Regions from separate parts of the Mus musculus genome. Here region 2 is linked to region 1. A link is a contact called in public ChIA-PET data. All regions are on one chromosome and are shown on one strand. The core of a region is the stretch at or near the end of the contact, and the rest is flanking DNA. Distances in the headings are between cores, read along the strand shown. Region 1 overlaps Prkcq (protein kinase C, theta). Region 2 has its middle 21 kb from the start of Gm10851.

Region 1 (3,362 bases), core at 633-3,132:
TTTAAATTTTATTCATTTTTTTTCCTGCTCATTTTAACTTTCATTTCTGTGTTGTTGATGGGGGGGGTTGTTCCTTGTTTACTTTTGTTTCTTATTTTGTCAGAGAGAGAAGAGAGAGAGAGTTAAAACAAGTGTGTTATACCGCCCCCACCAGAAAACCGCTGACAATGGTATGCTTTGGTTTTTTGATTGGTTATTAAAAAGAAAAAAAAAACTCAGAATTTTAATGGAGTTTTCATATTTGAGAAAATGGGCAATTTTCAAAAGCAAAGCAATTAATCGAATATAATTATAGTGGAAAAGCAGAGGTGTACCTGTCTGGTCGAGCGCTTAGGGAGCATGCACAGAGCCGCAGCACTGTGCAGAGGGTGGTAGTGCTCACCTGTGATTGGGAGACAGAACGAAGAGGATCAGAGGTTCAAGGTCACCTTGGTTACAGGAAAGTTCATGGCTAGGCTGGGCTGTGAGCGACTCTGCCTCAAAAATAAACAAATACATCCATACTAGCCCTGGAAATGAATACATGAAAACAAATTAGATTCAATAACTGCCTAGGTAGAGGACGTTCATGACCCTCTTTCTAGGGAGCTGCAGTCAGTAAGGCTTCCCTCAGTGTCACCATCCTGCCACAGCAGACCCACCAGTGCTAGAGTGTTCTGTTTGTCTGGCGAATGTGAGGAAGCATATGTGGTGTGTGTAGTCTTGTGTATCTGCACACATGTGGAGGTGCATGCCTATGTAGAAGCCAGGGAAGGACACTGGGTGTCTTGCTCTATTATCTCTGCATCATTGCCTTGAAGCAGGCCTCTCACTCAATGTGGAGCTACCTCGCTAGCCTGGCAACTTGTGAGTCTCTGACATGACAGTGTTGAAGTGATGGACCAAGTGTTTGGCCACAGCCAGAGGGTGCCAGGGATCATAGAAATCAAGTATTCACCCTTACCTGGCCCTTTTCCACTGAGCCATTTCCCCAGGTCCTAGCTAGTGATTTTAGGTTTCAATCATATATATATTCAGTCATAGAAGAAGGGAAGACACTATGAAAGGTATAAAATAAGTCTAAGTGCCCTAACCTGTTGGGAAGAAACCCTTCAGACCAGTGGTTCTTAACCTTCCCAATGCTGTGGCCCTTAGTTCTTCATGTTGTGGTGACCACTAATCATGAAATTATTTCATTTCTACTTCATAACTTTAATTTTGGTACTATTATGAACCATAATGTAAATATCTGATAGACAACCCCCAAAGGGGTTGTGTGGGACTCACAGGTGGAGAACCACTGCCTTGGAACATTTCTTCCTACAAAATATTGTAGAAAATTTTCACCACATTCTTTTCCAATGCCTGAAATTCTCTGCCACCTTAGGACTTTGAAAGGCACGGATCACCTTAAAAACCCAGGTTCCGTGGACATTCCACGACACCTTAGCCTGGTTTAGTCAATGAGCAGAAACTGGACATTTTTTTAATTTTAAACTTTAAATTTGCCTTATTTGAGTTAAATATTTCTTGATCAGATATCTAACCACATTGGACATAATTTTGTGTATAGAGAGGAAAGAGGGATAAAAGGAGAAGATGCTAGCTAGCCCTCAGAAGACCTGTCTGTTGGAGAAGAAAGCAAACAGGGCTCGGTGAGAGCAGGTTGAGTAATGGCCGGTGCCTGAAGAATCCAGACAAGGCTGGGAAGCTCAGGGGAACTTCTGCAACCCCAGCAGCTTTCAGATTGTTTAACGTATGACTCAGAAAAAAAAAAATCTCATACATTCTCACTGCCGCAAAATCATGGTTAAGAAAAACAAAGGCACCATTAGACAGCGTAGAAGCAGCATGGCCACCCTCTCTGCTAGACCCACACATCCTTGAGTGCTCCCCTTGGGTCCTCTAGAAGGGCTCAAAGCACACGTGACTCTCTTTTTCTACCCTGGATTCTTTTGTTACTACATAGCGCCTGGGTCTTGGTAGTGGGCAGTGAATGCCAGCTCCTAGGTGAATCTTCTCTTACCTAAGCCGACAGCTGTAATCCTTATTCATAAGGTTCATCTCTGCTTTCACTTTTGATCCTTAACCTTTTATTGCCTATGGCTGAATTATTTCACAGCTAGGAAAATGAGCAGCAGAATGCTTGAGAATGGCTTAGTGAATTCCAACTCATAAATAAAGCTCAGACAGAAAAGCTTTCGCTTTCTGTTCTCCTTTGACCTTCAGCCTGTGTCACCTCCAGAGGCAGTTTTGCCCTGCTGTGCGGTTATGGTCATTTATGCTTGTAATCTACTCTGCAAATACTTCCTGGGAAAGGAACCACAGTCGTTGGTTTCTACACGGAGTTTTTCTTGCCCTCTTTTCTTACACCCTAAAGATACAATCCACCTCTTGAGAAATTCCTCAGGTCTTTGCACGCAAAGATGAAGGTAGCTCCAGACTCCACAGCTTCAATTTAACAAGTCTTGTTTTCCTTCCTGCATCAAGGTGAGGATTCTCCCACAGAGACAAGTTAATACCTTCTTCCAATGAGCAGTGATTGCCTCCAGCATCTTGAAACAAAGCCAATGTAGAAAGTTTTTCTGATCTTCACTTCCCGCCCAGAGCGTTTCCTGCTACAGCATCAGCTGTGTTGCTTACCCGGTATCCGCTATCTCCCTTTTCTGGTTGTATTTTATCTAAATCATCTTCACTCTAGTTGAGCTAAGGCGGTGTGGTTTTGCAAATTAAATCAGTTGTGGGTTTCTGCATATGTCTCCTCCCTGTGTTTACTAAGCTTTTTTTTTTTTTTAATTTTATTTTAAAAATATTGTATGTCTGTTTTTATCTTAGCAGCTGTGAAGGGAGGTTTGTTGGACTCAGGGCTCTTTTCAACCAAATCCCAGGCAATTTAGAAGGATGTGCTTGTAAGAAACAGGAATAAATGCTGTTGTGAGAGTGTCCCTTAAATATTGATGGAGTGAATTCCCTTTAAAATTTAAGTACATGCGTGAGAGATTATCTTGCACATACTTAAAAGAGTTCATGAGTCTAGATTTACACCTTTGTTTGGAGGCAAAGTCTGACATGTTCTTCCTTGCTGTTTTTCTGCGTGGTGCAGGCCAGATGGCCCCCAGGCCTCGCCTGTGTGCACCTCTTGTCTCTTCTTACCTCAAAAAATTCTGGGATTGCAGGTGCATGCAGCTGCCTAAGGGTTTTTTTTTTGTTTTTGTTTTTGTTTTGTTTTGTTTTGTTTTGTTTTGTTTTTTGGGTTTTTTTTTTTTCATAGTTTCTCCCGAAACTATGAAAAACTATGATCCACAGTTGAAACATCAGGTTTATGTGGCAGGTTGTTTTACCCACTGAGCCATCTCAACGCCTCCCCCCCCCCCCCCAAAAAA
Region 2 (3,362 bases), core at 219-2,718, 350 kb after region 1:
ACTATAGATTTTACATACATAAAATTTTAAAATATACAAGACTGGCCTTGAACTCAGAGATCTGCCTCTGCCTCTCTGCCTCTCTGCCTCTCTGCCTCTCTGCCTCCCTGCCTGCCTCTGCCTCTGCCTCTGCCTCTGCCTCTCTGCCTCTCTGCCTCTGCCTCTGCCTCTGCCTCTGCCTCTGCCTCTGCCTCTCTGCCTCTGCCTCTGTCTCTCTGCCTCTGCCTCTGCCTCTGTCTCTCTGCCTCTCTGCCTCTGTGCCTCCCTGCTTCTCTCTCTCTCTGCCTCTGCCTTTGCCTCTGTCTCTCTGCCTCTGCAGTGCTGGGATTAAAGACATTCCCCAACACACCCGGTCTTCTTATCTGTTCTCTGTGGGTTTTGTCTTCACTGTAGCTGTCATGATGCCAGCTCCACAGCTATGTTCTGTCTGCTGTATGTCCTTGTTGTATCTTCAGACCTGGTTTACTAGATATTCAATATGTCAGTCAACTTTCCATCTCTGTGACAAAAATGCATGGATCAATCAACTTATAAGTGCATTATACATTCATTTTTAAAATTATGTATATGGGTGTGTGTGTGTGTGTATGTGTATGCGCATGACACATGAGTATGGAGGCCAGAGGATGTTGTTGGACCTCTCAGAGCTAGAGTTACAGGTAGTTGTAAGCTGCCTGAAATGGATGCAGGGAATGGAACTCCTGTCTGCATTCTTCTGGAAGAGCAACAACTGCTCTTAACCACTAAGCCTTTTCTGTAACCCATGCCCCTATACCCACACCTGTTGCCCCCTCTTATTATATATTCACAAGGAAAAGGGTTTATTTTCCTTTCACATTATAAGTAGTTGCTTCAGTTGATTTTTTTTAAGTGAGGGCACAGTACAAAGCCTTCTGGCTCACCTCATAGTGGTCAGAAAGCAAAGACAGGAGGTAGAAGAAGCTGTATCCTCTTCAAGGGTGTGCCCTCTGTGACTTAACTTCCTGCCATTAAGAACCACATCTTTGCACCACATTTCCCTAGCACAACAAGGTGGAGATCAAGCCTTCCAGTCTCCACAGTACCTAAGCCGTACCCCAAACTTTAGCTGCAAGGGAGTCAGTCAAAGAGGGCTAACTCTTCCAACCTCTAGATAGGTTGGAACACAGAAGAATAGCTTCACAATGATGAAGTATAAACCATTGTGTCCCTGGAGTCCATTTACTCTAGCAAAACTAGAGTCTTTTTCAATGAAATATAATACACTAGAAAATAAAGTGTACTGTACAGCCTAAGGATAAGTGTTGTGTCAGGAAATATCATCCCAAATCAGCAAACAAAAGTATTTACCAGAATTCCCGGGGCATCAAGTTTCTTAAAAGCTCTGCAGTGGACTGAAGAAATGGATCAGTAGTACACAGTGTGCCCAGCTGCTCCATGTTCAATACCCAGTGTCCACATCAAGCTGCTTTACTGCTGCCTATAACTCCAGCTCCAGGGATCTGGCACCCCCTTGTGGCTTTCCTGTGTACTTTAATCACATGCACAAACCCACACAGAGCTGCATAACTAAAATAATAATAAGCCAGGTGTAGTGATACACTCATAACCCCAGCACTTGGAAGGCAGAGGCAGGAGGAATTCTGTGAGTTTGAGGCCAGCCTGGTTTTCATAGCAAACAAGTGCCAGGCCAGCCAGGGTGACAGAGTGAGACCCTTTCCCAAAACAATCAATGAAGAGGCTGGAAAATCGGGTCCTTGGTGGAGAGCATCAGCTACCTATAAGGGGGCTAACAGCTACCTGCAACCCCAATCCCAGGGGGTCCAAGGCCCTCTACTGACCTCCACAGGCAATGCACACATGTGATACACAGACATAAAAATTAAAATGTTTAAATATTTTAAAAATTAAATTGCAGGAGCTGGAGAGGCAGCTCGGTGGACAAGAACACTGGCTGCTCTTTCAGAGGAGCCAGGTTTGGTTCCCAGAACCCACGTGTCAGTTACTCCAATTCCAGGGGGATCCGACGCCCTCTGTTGGTCTCTTTGGGCACTCCTTGCACACAGTACACAGATGTATCTCTAAACAAAACACCCGTAAAATAAAAATAAGTAACATCCTTGTTTCTTCCTTTTGTTTTTTTGTTTTTTCCAGACATGGTCTATCTGTGCATAGCACTGGCTGTTCTGGAAGTGCACCACCGTCACCCGGCAATAAACAACATTTAATAAACACTTTTCTTAAATTGCTAGACATGGTGGCAAAAATCTCTCATCCCACACTTGAAAGGCTAAGGCAGTAGATTTCCGTAAGTTCAATGCGAGTCTGGACAGGGCTATGTAGAGAAAATCTGTTTAAAAAAAATTACAGTATATACATATATACATACACACACACACACACACACACACACACACACACCACACATACACACACATGACAAGCTTTAGGCCACCCAAGGGTATATAATGAGACCCTGCTTGAAGAAAAAAATATATATATATACATATATACATTTGCATGTGTGTGTGTGTGTATTCATGTTGCAAGACTGGCCTGGAACGCAGAGATCCACTTGCCTCTGCCTCCCAAGTGCTAGAATTAAAGGCGTGTGCCACCATGCCTGGCCTTAAAAACATTTTTGCAATAAGATGAACCTATGATGCCCGCTTTGGGGGAGGGCTGAAGCAGAAGATTACAAGATCAAAGCCTGGCTAGCCTATAGATAGTTAAGCAGCCTGAGATCCTGCCTCAAGGAGGTTAAGAGTAAACTTGAGAACTGGAGATGTGCTCCGTGGTGGAATGCTGGTTTAACATGCCTGGGGACCTGGGCTCTATCCCTAGCACTACCAGTTTCCCAGTAAAGCTGGGCATGGTGGTACTTGGGGAGGTAGAGACAGGAGAGTCAGGATTTAGGCCAGCCTTAGCTTATGACCAACCTGGGCTACAAAAGACGCTGCCTTGGGGTGGCAGAGTTCCTGAATTAATTGTAAAGTGCAACTCAGACAAAAACGTCAGGTTTTGGCCTTCTGCTACTAATGCTTCCGTGCCCACTGATCTCAGATGGCATCTGGCTGCCAGCAGGCTCAGATCTCAACAGAAAGGGCAGCCTTGCCCTAAAGTCTGTCTGAGCCCAAGTCAGACCTTCACTTTCTCTCTTCTGGTTCAAAGTGCACACTTCCTTTGAGGTATCTCCCTAACTTCCCCTTTGCCTCCACTAACTGATTAGCCCTTCCTTTCTCAGTGCAACTGGATGGTCAGTCAAAGCAGCCTTAAAGAGAAAGGTTACAGAGTCCAAAGCCCTACACTAACAACACCGTGGCGGCAGAGCAGCTAACCTAAAAGGATTTGGTATCTCAGTGTCCACGTGCATCAGGGGCACC

What was found. ChIA-PET counts read pairs in DNA pulled down with a chosen protein or histone mark.
Region 2: a contact with region 1 is called in an RNA polymerase II ChIA-PET map of effector CD8 T cells, with 8 read pairs. The contact joins two enhancer-like sites. A contact is called at or near these places in 5 of 484 Hi-C or Micro-C datasets (the HPC-5 cell line, LSK cells, centrocytes and 2 more), 10 of 115 datasets of contacts at active chromatin or transcription factors (the 230-238 cell line, the SCID.adh cell line, bone marrow-derived macrophages and 5 more) and 2 of 9 other capture datasets (adipose tissue and liver).

The regions. Positions count from the first base shown.
Region 1 is chr2:11,190,764-11,194,125 of GRCm38.p6, forward strand. The region is part of intron 1 of Prkcq (protein kinase C, theta); the gene reads left to right. Among named protein-coding and RNA genes, the nearest start is that of Prkcq, 20 kb to the left of the region's middle. Within about 2 kb of position 1,883, at least 114 of the 459 cell types and tissues checked have an H3K27ac peak or open chromatin away from gene starts, as enhancers often do. A contact at or near this core is called in effector CD8 T cells and regulatory T cells, where this site is marked.
Region 2 is chr2:11,541,358-11,544,719 of GRCm38.p6, forward strand. It overlaps a transcript of Pfkfb3 not described here. Among named protein-coding and RNA genes, the nearest start is that of Gm10851, 21 kb to the left of the region's middle. Within about 2 kb of position 1,469, at least 29 of the 459 cell types and tissues checked have an H3K27ac peak or open chromatin away from gene starts, as enhancers often do. A contact at or near this core is called in effector CD8 T cells and regulatory T cells, where this site is marked.